Linked DNA regions of Zea mays: region 2 is linked to region 1. Evidence: chromatin contacts called from public Hi-C data. All regions are on one chromosome and are shown on one strand. Each heading gives the region's core, a stretch centred on a gene start, on an enhancer-like site or on the middle of the called end of the contact. The rest is flanking DNA. Distances are from core to core; before and after follow the strand shown. Region 1 has its middle 270 kb from the start of LOC118477066. Region 2 has its middle 53 kb from the start of LOC109946033.

Region 1 (4,487 bases), core at 1,029-3,528:
TCCTTTTGCTTTTGAATAGTGACCTGGCATGTTCTTATAGTGTGGCCCTTGTCCTCACCATAGAATAAACAATAGAGCTTTCTGGGCTGATCCCCGTACCTTTCTCCGAAGCCCCTGCCACCCCTGCCCCTTGGGGCTGATGGCCTAAAAGAGCTTTGCTATTGTCCTAAGGATTGGGAGCTGTGTTGTGGCCTTTGCAGCTGGCTTCCTCTGTCATAACTCTGCCTGGAGTTATGGATTGATCTGACATGCCTAGGGTGAATTCTTCCTCTGAAGCCCCTAGTCATTTCATAAAACCTATAGGCTTCTTCCCTTCTTTGGCAAAAATCATTATCAGCCCAGATGTACTCATCCATCTTCTGAAGGAGGTTCTCTAGGGTCTAAGGGGGTTTCCTGGCAAAGTATTGAGCCGTAGCTCCTGGCCGAAGCCTTTTGATCATGGCCTCAATGACAATTTCGTTGGGCACTGTGGGCGCTTGTGCCCTCAGACTTAAGAACCTTCGGACATAAGCTTGGAGGTATTCTTCATGGTCTTGCGTGCACTGGAACAAAGCCTGAGCAGTGACTGACTTTGTCTGAAACCCTTGGAAGCTGGTGATCAGCATGTCCTTCAGCTTCTGCCATGATGTGATTGTCCCTGGCCGGGGAGAAGAGTACCAGGTTTATTTGATATTTTTGACTGCCATGACGAAGGATTTCGCCATGACTGCTGTGTTGCCCCCATATGAAGATATGGTTGCTTCGTAGCTCATTAGAAACTGCTTCGGGTCTGAGTACCCATCATACATTGGGAGTTGGGGTGGCTTGTATGATGGGGGCCATGGGGTAGCCTGCAGTTCTGCTGACAGAGGAGAAGCATCATCAAAAGCAAAATTTCCACGATGGAAATCATCATACCATTCATCATCATCGTAGGAATTGTCCTGACGAAGCTCTCTGCGTTGAGGTCTTCGATCCTGGTCATCTTGAGTGAGATGACGCATTTCCTCAGCAGCCTCATCGATCTTCTTTTGAAGATCGGAAAGACAAAGAATCTTCTCCTTCTTCCTCTGGACCTGTTGGTGGATGGCTTCGAGGTCGCTTATTTCTTTGTCCAACTCCTCCTCCTGAGGCGTTGGACTTGTAGCCTTCCTTTTTTGGCTTCTATCTTCACATAGTGTTTCTTGGTTGACGTACAGTGGCTACAATGCAGCCCCCAGCGTTGAAGCTTGTAATACCTAAAATGTGTAAAGTGATACTATATTGGATCTCCTTATTTTGTGTGCCATCTCTGCATCATAAAAAAAGAGCATACATATAATTAAGAGTGATTAATTAAAAAAAATGATACTAAAATAAAAGAAAGTGCATCATATTGGGATTTTGTTTGTGCATTTAATGAAAAGAGTAATACCACTAATAGAAATAAATTAGTGACAAAATTAAGGGTTTAATACCTAATTTGAGAATTTGAAAAAAGGGAGTAACAAAGAGAAGAAGAGAGAGAAAATACTCTATAAGGACAATAAAAATATAAATAAATATATATATATAAAAACATATACTATTATTACACTAGGGAAATGAAGTTGAACATATGGCCAATGGTGAAATTCATAGCAAGATCCACATTCAAATTTGAATTTTTTTAATAGAAAGAAAAGAAAATAGAAAAAGAAAAGAATAAAAGAAAAGGAAAAACCACGGATGGGTCGAATCCGTAGCACTCGGCCCATTTCCACTGCCTTTCCCTCCGCGCGGCCCACCCTACCTGCGTCTGCGCTCGTGCTATCGCCAGCGATGCCATCTGGCCCACCTGTCATACCCACGCGCGTAGCTCAACTCTGCTATCTAGCGTCGACGTGCGGGGCCCACCGACCAGCCACCGAGCGCGCTGTTCTTCTTCTCAGTCGCGGCGGCTGGTGAACCCAATCTTCGTGCCTACCGTCGAGATCAAGATGCAACTTCATGACCAAGCCTCCCTGCGACGCATTGCGAGGTATGAGCAGGACCGGCGTATTTCCCTTGCCTTGGGCGTCGTTGTGGACCTTTTGGTTTAGGGCTTAGTGCACAGAGGCGTGATGTGGTGGTCTCGGCCATGGCCTCGCCGTCGCTGGAGAGCGCCGCCGTAGCGTGTGAGCGTAAGGTTGAAGAAGTGCGGGTGTCCGTGGATTAGGAAATAGACGACCGAGATTAGGCTACGGATTCCCCCTTCGCGCAGGTAGATCTGGACCGCAGGATAGAAATCATGCGGGCGAGGGGAAATCAGGGTCCTTTTGGAATCTGGGATGGAGGTAGTCAATCCAACGGTCGTGATTGGGTACCCATTCGCGATGGCACTGATTTAATCTAGCACGTCCGTTTCAGATCGGGCGGTCAGAACTTGCCGATACCCCTTTGGCTCTAGCTTTTTGCATAAGAAACCCTAAGGTTAAAAGAAATCAACCCGCCGTCCAGGGGGCATTGCTCTCTGAGTCGTAGAAATATTTACACCATAGCCCTTGTACTCTTCACAATTTGAGGCCCAATCCAGAGAGTATTGAAAATAAGAAATTAATATCAGAAATAGATTTTTAATGTATAAATAATTGCTAGAAACTTGTTTAAATTTTAGAAAATTCATATGAACTCCAAATTGGTCCATTCCAGTTCCTAAATTTTTGTAATATTATTGTTCATCCATTAGTTCCTCTGTTTTGGCATGAAAGACACAATAAGATTTATCTAGTACTTAATCTTGTTTTAAATATATAAAACCTTGGAAAATCATAACTTGAAATCTATGACTCCAAATTTAATGATTCCAGTTCCTAGGATCTTATTTTATTGTTTAGACTTTTATTGTGTATTTTATTTACATGTTTGGTGTGATGTTAATTTCTCCTTTATGCTATGTATGTTTGTATTGATGCGAGTAGACGAGCAAGTCACTGAGGATCTAGGGCTTCAGCTGGTAGAGACTGCTGAGCAGGAGCTCGTGGAAGGCAAGTTGTGCCCTTGATCACTTCTTTTACCCAGTCATGTTCTTATTAATCATAATGATCTGCATAGGTTAATTTTGCTGGGACCCAATAGGTTACCCTAGATTTTGACTATCTTTATACCTTGTTTCACCACTGGTTTTACTACTAAATTTTTAGGTAGTACATGCTATTGCTTTATGTGGCTTTGGGTATAAAGATATTCATCACTCATTGTTATAGTTTTTATCTATTTATTATTACTATTCATGATAAGATCATTATGTTAATGGGAACATGGAGAACCACCGGGGAAAACATTGCTACCACAAGGGTTTAATGGGACGCCCTTGGCTGATTAACTAGGAAAGCTAGTGGATGACTACCTTACCCGAAAGGGGCAAGGACAGTAGGAGAGTGGTCAGTGTAGGGAGGTCCTTGGGTTGATTTTTCTGCGATGGCGGTTAGGCGAGGGATTCCTGCACTGGAGCTTCCTATAAACTGTAGCGGGTTTTCTGAAGCTAGTGCAACTTTGTAAAGGCCTCGTAGTGGTACCCTGCCTCACTTCCTTGGTAGAGGTGTATGGGGTCTGATCAACTCCGTGGCAAATGGGTAACACAACTTGTGGGTAAAGTTGCGCAACCTCTACAGAGTGTAAAACTGGTATACTAGCTGATCATGAGCGGCTCAGACACTCACATGATTAAATTATGGAACTTAAACTCAATTTGTCATTTCATTGCATTTGGGATTATTTTATTATTACTTTTATTTATTATTTCTAAGGTTTGGTATTTACTTACACTTAGTAATTTCTATTAAAATTTTGACCAACTTATAAAAGCAATGCTCAGCTTCAGCCTTTATTTTATTGATCAGCCTTACACTTCACATGAACTCTCACCTTTGATGAGTTCATGCCACATTATTCCCCACAACATTTTGAGCGATGAACATGTGTGAGCTCACTCTTGCTGTCTCACACCCCCCACAGGAGAAGAACAGGTGGTTCAAGTGGAGCCAAGTATCGAGGAGTTCGATTCGATCTAGGTGGCGTCTCCCAGTTGACTTTCTGGCGCCAAGGATGGATTTTAGATCCTGTTATGTTTATCTTTTATTTTGTAAGACTTCCGCTATGTAATATATACTCTGATTATATTGTGACATTTATCCCTATACACTCTGTTATTATATATGTTGTCTTCTTTGGCGCATGTATGAGATGCACCCGACTTTGTCCCTTAAAGCCCGGGGGTGACAAAGCTTTCTTCGGCGGCATGACGAAGGTCACAGCTTGCCGAAGGTGGTCGAATGAGTTCACCGAAGGTGAGCGCCAATGTTGGGGACTTGTTCTCAAATGCTATGAGTTAAGAACAAGGCAACACAAATGTTAATGGTTAAGGGCCTTCATCCTTCGAAACATTATCTCCCTCAGGATATAATGATCTTCAGACGAAGGTTATGAAGGGCATACCTTCATCATCTCAGTATGTAATAGAAAACATGAGCATAAATTACATATAAAGAATATGAATAATCATTTTAAAT
Region 2 (4,487 bases), core at 1,178-3,677, 300 kb after region 1:
GTATAGGCAAAATTAACATTACACCAAGCATGTAAATAAAATACACAGTAATAATCTAGACATTAAAATAAGATCACAGGAACTGGAATCATTAAATTTGGAGTTATAGAATTCAAGTTATGAATTTCCTAAGGTTTTAATGTGATTAAAATAGGATTAGATGAGAAATTAATTTTCTAACTGAGTTCATGTCAAAACAGTGATACTAAATGATAGAGAATATTATTACAAAATTTTAGAAATTGGAATGGTTCAATTTGGAGCTAAAATAAATTTTCTATGCAATAAACAAGTTTTAACACTTATTTTCATATTAAAATCTATTTTCTAATTATTTTATTCAATTTACAACAGGCTCAGGACTAGGCCTCGATTTTCAGAAAACTCAGGGGCCTAGGTGTAACTAATCCTAAGACTCAGACGACCCACCAGGTGGACTGCGGGTTGATACTAGTATAGTAGGGGGTCTCTTTTGCAAAATCGCCAAGCCGAAAGGGTATGGAGCAATCCTGACCGCCCGATCTTGAATGGGCGGCGCAGATTAAATCAATCCCGATCGAAGCGGTACCCAATCCGAGCCGCACGATAGAACTTCAACGTCTCAGATTTAAATAACCTACATTGATTCACCGCCGACCGATCGGAATCGGACGACGCACGATCCGACCACCCGAATCGGTACCCCCGTGTTCTAATCCCAGCCGTTCACGGTGATCCAACGGCGCACGCAGGTCATCCCCAACCTACGCCCAGATGGCGGCAAATCACACCTCCACCGCGGTGAGGCTCACCGGCGACGGCTATCCGACCCCCCCGAACGAACTATTACCAAATTCGACGATGATACACCATAGCCAGAAGGTAAGGAACTCGAAGCAGGCGACATACCGAGGTTTTGAGCTGCACAGACCCTGGTCCACGGCGAGCTGCGGATTCCAGGCGAAATGCAAAAGACGGCGAGCAATTGCCGTCGCCCGCGGTTCGCACCACCCGATTGCGGGCGCAGAAAGCTTCCTCCGACGACTACGGTCCTCCACGATCCAACTCCGAGAGCGGAGATCCCCCGACGGCGGCGAAGTCTGTTTCACATCCGCGACGGCGTCGGGTGATGAGGGCACGACTATGGCTTCGAGAGGGGGGAGGCAGCACAGGTTTTATACCCAGGGTAGCGGCCAAAGTCCGAGTCAGAGCCAGCCGCGAGATCCGCGATGGTTTGTTGAACCACCCGCACTGATTTCGCGTGAGCGGCGAAGGTTTTCCGTGGAGCTTGGTTGGGGGAGGATCCGACAGGTAGGTCCCTGCGCTCAGTGAGAAAAGAAAGAGGAGAAGGCTGCCAGGTGGGCCCGGTTCGACAGCAGAGGGGGGGGAAATGGCGCGAGCGGGCCAGGTGGGGGGAAAGAGAAGAGGCTGGTGGGCCGGGCAAGGGAGAATTTGGCCCATGCGCAGGTTGCTATTCCTTTTCTCTTTTTTTATTCTATTTTGTTTTCTATTTGAATTTCAAATCAACCCAAGTTTGAAGTTCAAACCCTTGATTTAGATACACATTATAGAATTTCAGCATGATGTGCAAAAACATATTTTTATGTATTTATTTTATTTTAGTTCTTTTAGACAAGCTTCCAATCATATAATAGAGAATAATCTCCACCTTGGATTTTTAACATATTTCTTTTTTTATGTTATTTTTATATTGTCATAAAATGCACTCATAATAAAAATTCCAGCATGATGCATAATTTAGTGTCATATATTTTTATTAATTGTTTTTAAAAGGTGGTGTTCACATGTGATGACAAATGAATGGATACACTCATATAAATAAAGGAAAACACTTTTCTGCTTTTAATATGATCTCTAACAAATTAGGTGTTTACAGCTTAATGGTATTATAAGGTTACTTTATGATAGACAATATTAATGTGAATCTAATGCAACTGGAATGAATCAATTTGGGCCTAAAACAAAGAAGTTATGGATTTATGAAGTTTTAGGGTTAATTTCTATATAAAACTCCATTTTTCTGATTTATTTAATTACTCTAGAGTTTTATTTGGACGGCGGCATAAAACCCCAAGTGTGCAGGGGCTGACTCATAAAATTCTGGGGTACCGTCGAAATTAATTTTGCATCGCTAGAGGACAGCGGGTTAAATAAGAGAAAGAAGAGGGGCTCTTTATGAAGATTGCGGGTCGAAGAGGTACGGGTGTATGCGAGCGGCGCGATCAAGGTTGGACGCGCGAGATCAGATCACGATCTTTCTGAAATGGCATATAATGATAGCCGTAGGATCTTTCACCGACGCTTCAATTTTATAACGCCCAAATTGATTTTTGAGTGTCCGATCCATATCAAACAGCCCGCGTTAGGTCTGGCCAAACCAGTATACGTGAATCAATCCGGGGCGTCTGTTCCGCGATCAGCGATCACACAACTTTCTCCCCAACCCTCTAATCTCTATCGTTCATCTAGATCCAACGGTATCCACACCATCTTCTTCCTACAGCTGACCGAGCGGCGGCGGGCAACCCCACGATGGCCCCACCCCGGTGAGCCGGCAGACCGACGCCTTCCCTACTCTGATATGAACCCGACGACAGGCAATAGAGAGCGAATTATATGGCGAAGACTACAGAGCGGATCCTTACCGGGGATCAATGACATGGGCGAGCGGACTGGGACGCGGCACCACGGCGGCATCGGGTCGAAGGCGAGAAATTGTGTGAGCACTGGTGGTCCCTACTTGGTAATAAAGCTACAGCCACCCTCGCCGTGCCACAGGTAAGCTGTTTGACCCACATGCCAAAGTATTGACGATAGTAGAATGGTGAATCGGTGATGGCGGATTATCATGCATTCCGTCACCAGTGGGGTCTCCGTCGATGCACCCACGTGATGAGCCATGATGGAGTTGGTCAGGGGCGGCCCGGATTTATAGCCCCAAGGTAGAGTCTGTGATAGCGTTTGGTCGGGAAGACCCGTGTTCTTCGCCCGGTCATTTGCAATCATCCCAAGGTTGTTTGCGGGCACGACCCAACGAGGAAGAAATCCGACGACCAGGGCTCATGTGCCAGGGAAACAGCGACACGGCTCATTTGTTTCCGGGGAGAAAGGTGTTGGTCACTAGGGCCCACATGGCTGTGAGGGGTGCAGAGCACGGTGCGGCCGATTATGCTGACGACCCGGTCCCAGTCGTCAGCGGCGGAAGACGTTTGGGCTGAGGAAAGCCAGAGATGACGAGGCGGAGCCCCTTCACGGGTGAAGGCCTGGTCAGTGGGGCCTGCCTAGAGGTGACCGAACAGGTGAGTGTGCTGGGCCGCGCGGGCGCGGCGAAGGTGGAGATGGGCCGAGGAGATGATTTCTTTGGCCCAGCGAAGTCTTTCTCCTTTCTCCTTTTCTTTTTATTTCTGTTTTCTATTTGCAAATTTCAATTTGAATATGGGTTTTGACTTTCAAAATTGAGTTAAATGCACAATACAAAAACTCCTGCATGGGGTGCAAAGTTTATTTGTATTTAATTATTTCATTCATTTGAGTATTGCTTATATACTACCCATGAAAAATAATTTACCCAAATGAATCTTTGCAAATTTTATGTGCACTTGTAAATTTCAAATTCAAATTCAAGTTTCAAGACCGAAGTATATCTTTGAATAACTGAATTTTAATACTATCAAAATTTTAAATGATACTATTTGTTCACTTTTAGGGAAAGAAATATTTTATAAAGGGAGGAATTCATTCCTAGAAGACATTTTATCTTAAATTACTTTGGAGAATTCTTTAAATCACCAAAATGTTATTTTGGGTGTTACATGCAAAGTCAAGTGGGGCCATCACTCAAAGGAAGAAGCAACCTAGGAAAGAAAATATGATATGAAAGCCAAGTACCCTGAACTCTTTGCTAGCTAACCCTAAATTTGGAGGGTGAGATTTTTTAAGGGGGATAGGTTTGTACCACCTTGAATTTGGGGTATAAAATTTCTTCTCTAAATGCCTACCAAATTCAGGTGTTACCCTTTTTCTTTCTCTCTAGTCTCTCTCTCTTCATTTTGAGTAGAATTAGGTTAATTAAGTGAGGGATTAATTATTTATTTTGTCAAAACTATGTGAGTCATGATTTATTGCATCATGCTGAGCCTAAATTATTCTTTGAACTGATGCACATGTTTGAATTGGTTTGAATTTGAAACTTGGTTTGAATTTGATTTGAAATCCATAGAGAAAATAAAAATAAAAGACATTAAAAATTCCCAGGAAAAAGAAAAACCGAAAGCAGCCCATTTGGCCCAATCCAGCTCAGCCAGGCCGCGCGCGCCCGCATCGCCTGACAGGTGGATCCCACCTGTCAGCGACGACCGCGCACGCGCTCCCTCTCCCTCTCTCCCTCCCGCTGCCCAGTGGGATCGGCCTATCGGCGCCGATCCGTCCGCGCACGCGCCCGCTCTCGCTCGCTGCTCGGTGGGACCTCCCTGTCAGCGCTGACCGTC

The links. A called contact is a pair of places that touch in the nucleus more often than the background predicts.
Region 2: a Hi-C map of bundle sheath shows a contact between it and region 1, with 4 times the contacts expected there. The contact joins two enhancer-like sites. A contact is called at or near these places in 2 of 25 Hi-C or Micro-C datasets (bundle sheath and endosperm).

The regions. Positions count from the first base shown.
Region 1 is chr4:98,776,378-98,780,864 of Zm-B73-REFERENCE-NAM-5.0, forward strand. No RefSeq gene overlaps it. Among protein-coding and RNA genes, the nearest start is that of LOC118477066, 270 kb to the left of the region's middle. Within about 2 kb of position 2,279, at least 17 of the 20 cell types and tissues checked have an H3K27ac peak or open chromatin away from gene starts, as enhancers often do. A contact at or near this core is called in bundle sheath, where this site is marked.
Region 2 is chr4:99,076,049-99,080,535 of Zm-B73-REFERENCE-NAM-5.0, forward strand. No RefSeq gene overlaps it. Among protein-coding and RNA genes, the nearest start is that of LOC109946033, 53 kb to the right of the region's middle. Within about 2 kb of position 2,428, at least 17 of the 20 cell types and tissues checked have an H3K27ac peak or open chromatin away from gene starts, as enhancers often do. A contact at or near this core is called in bundle sheath, where this site is marked.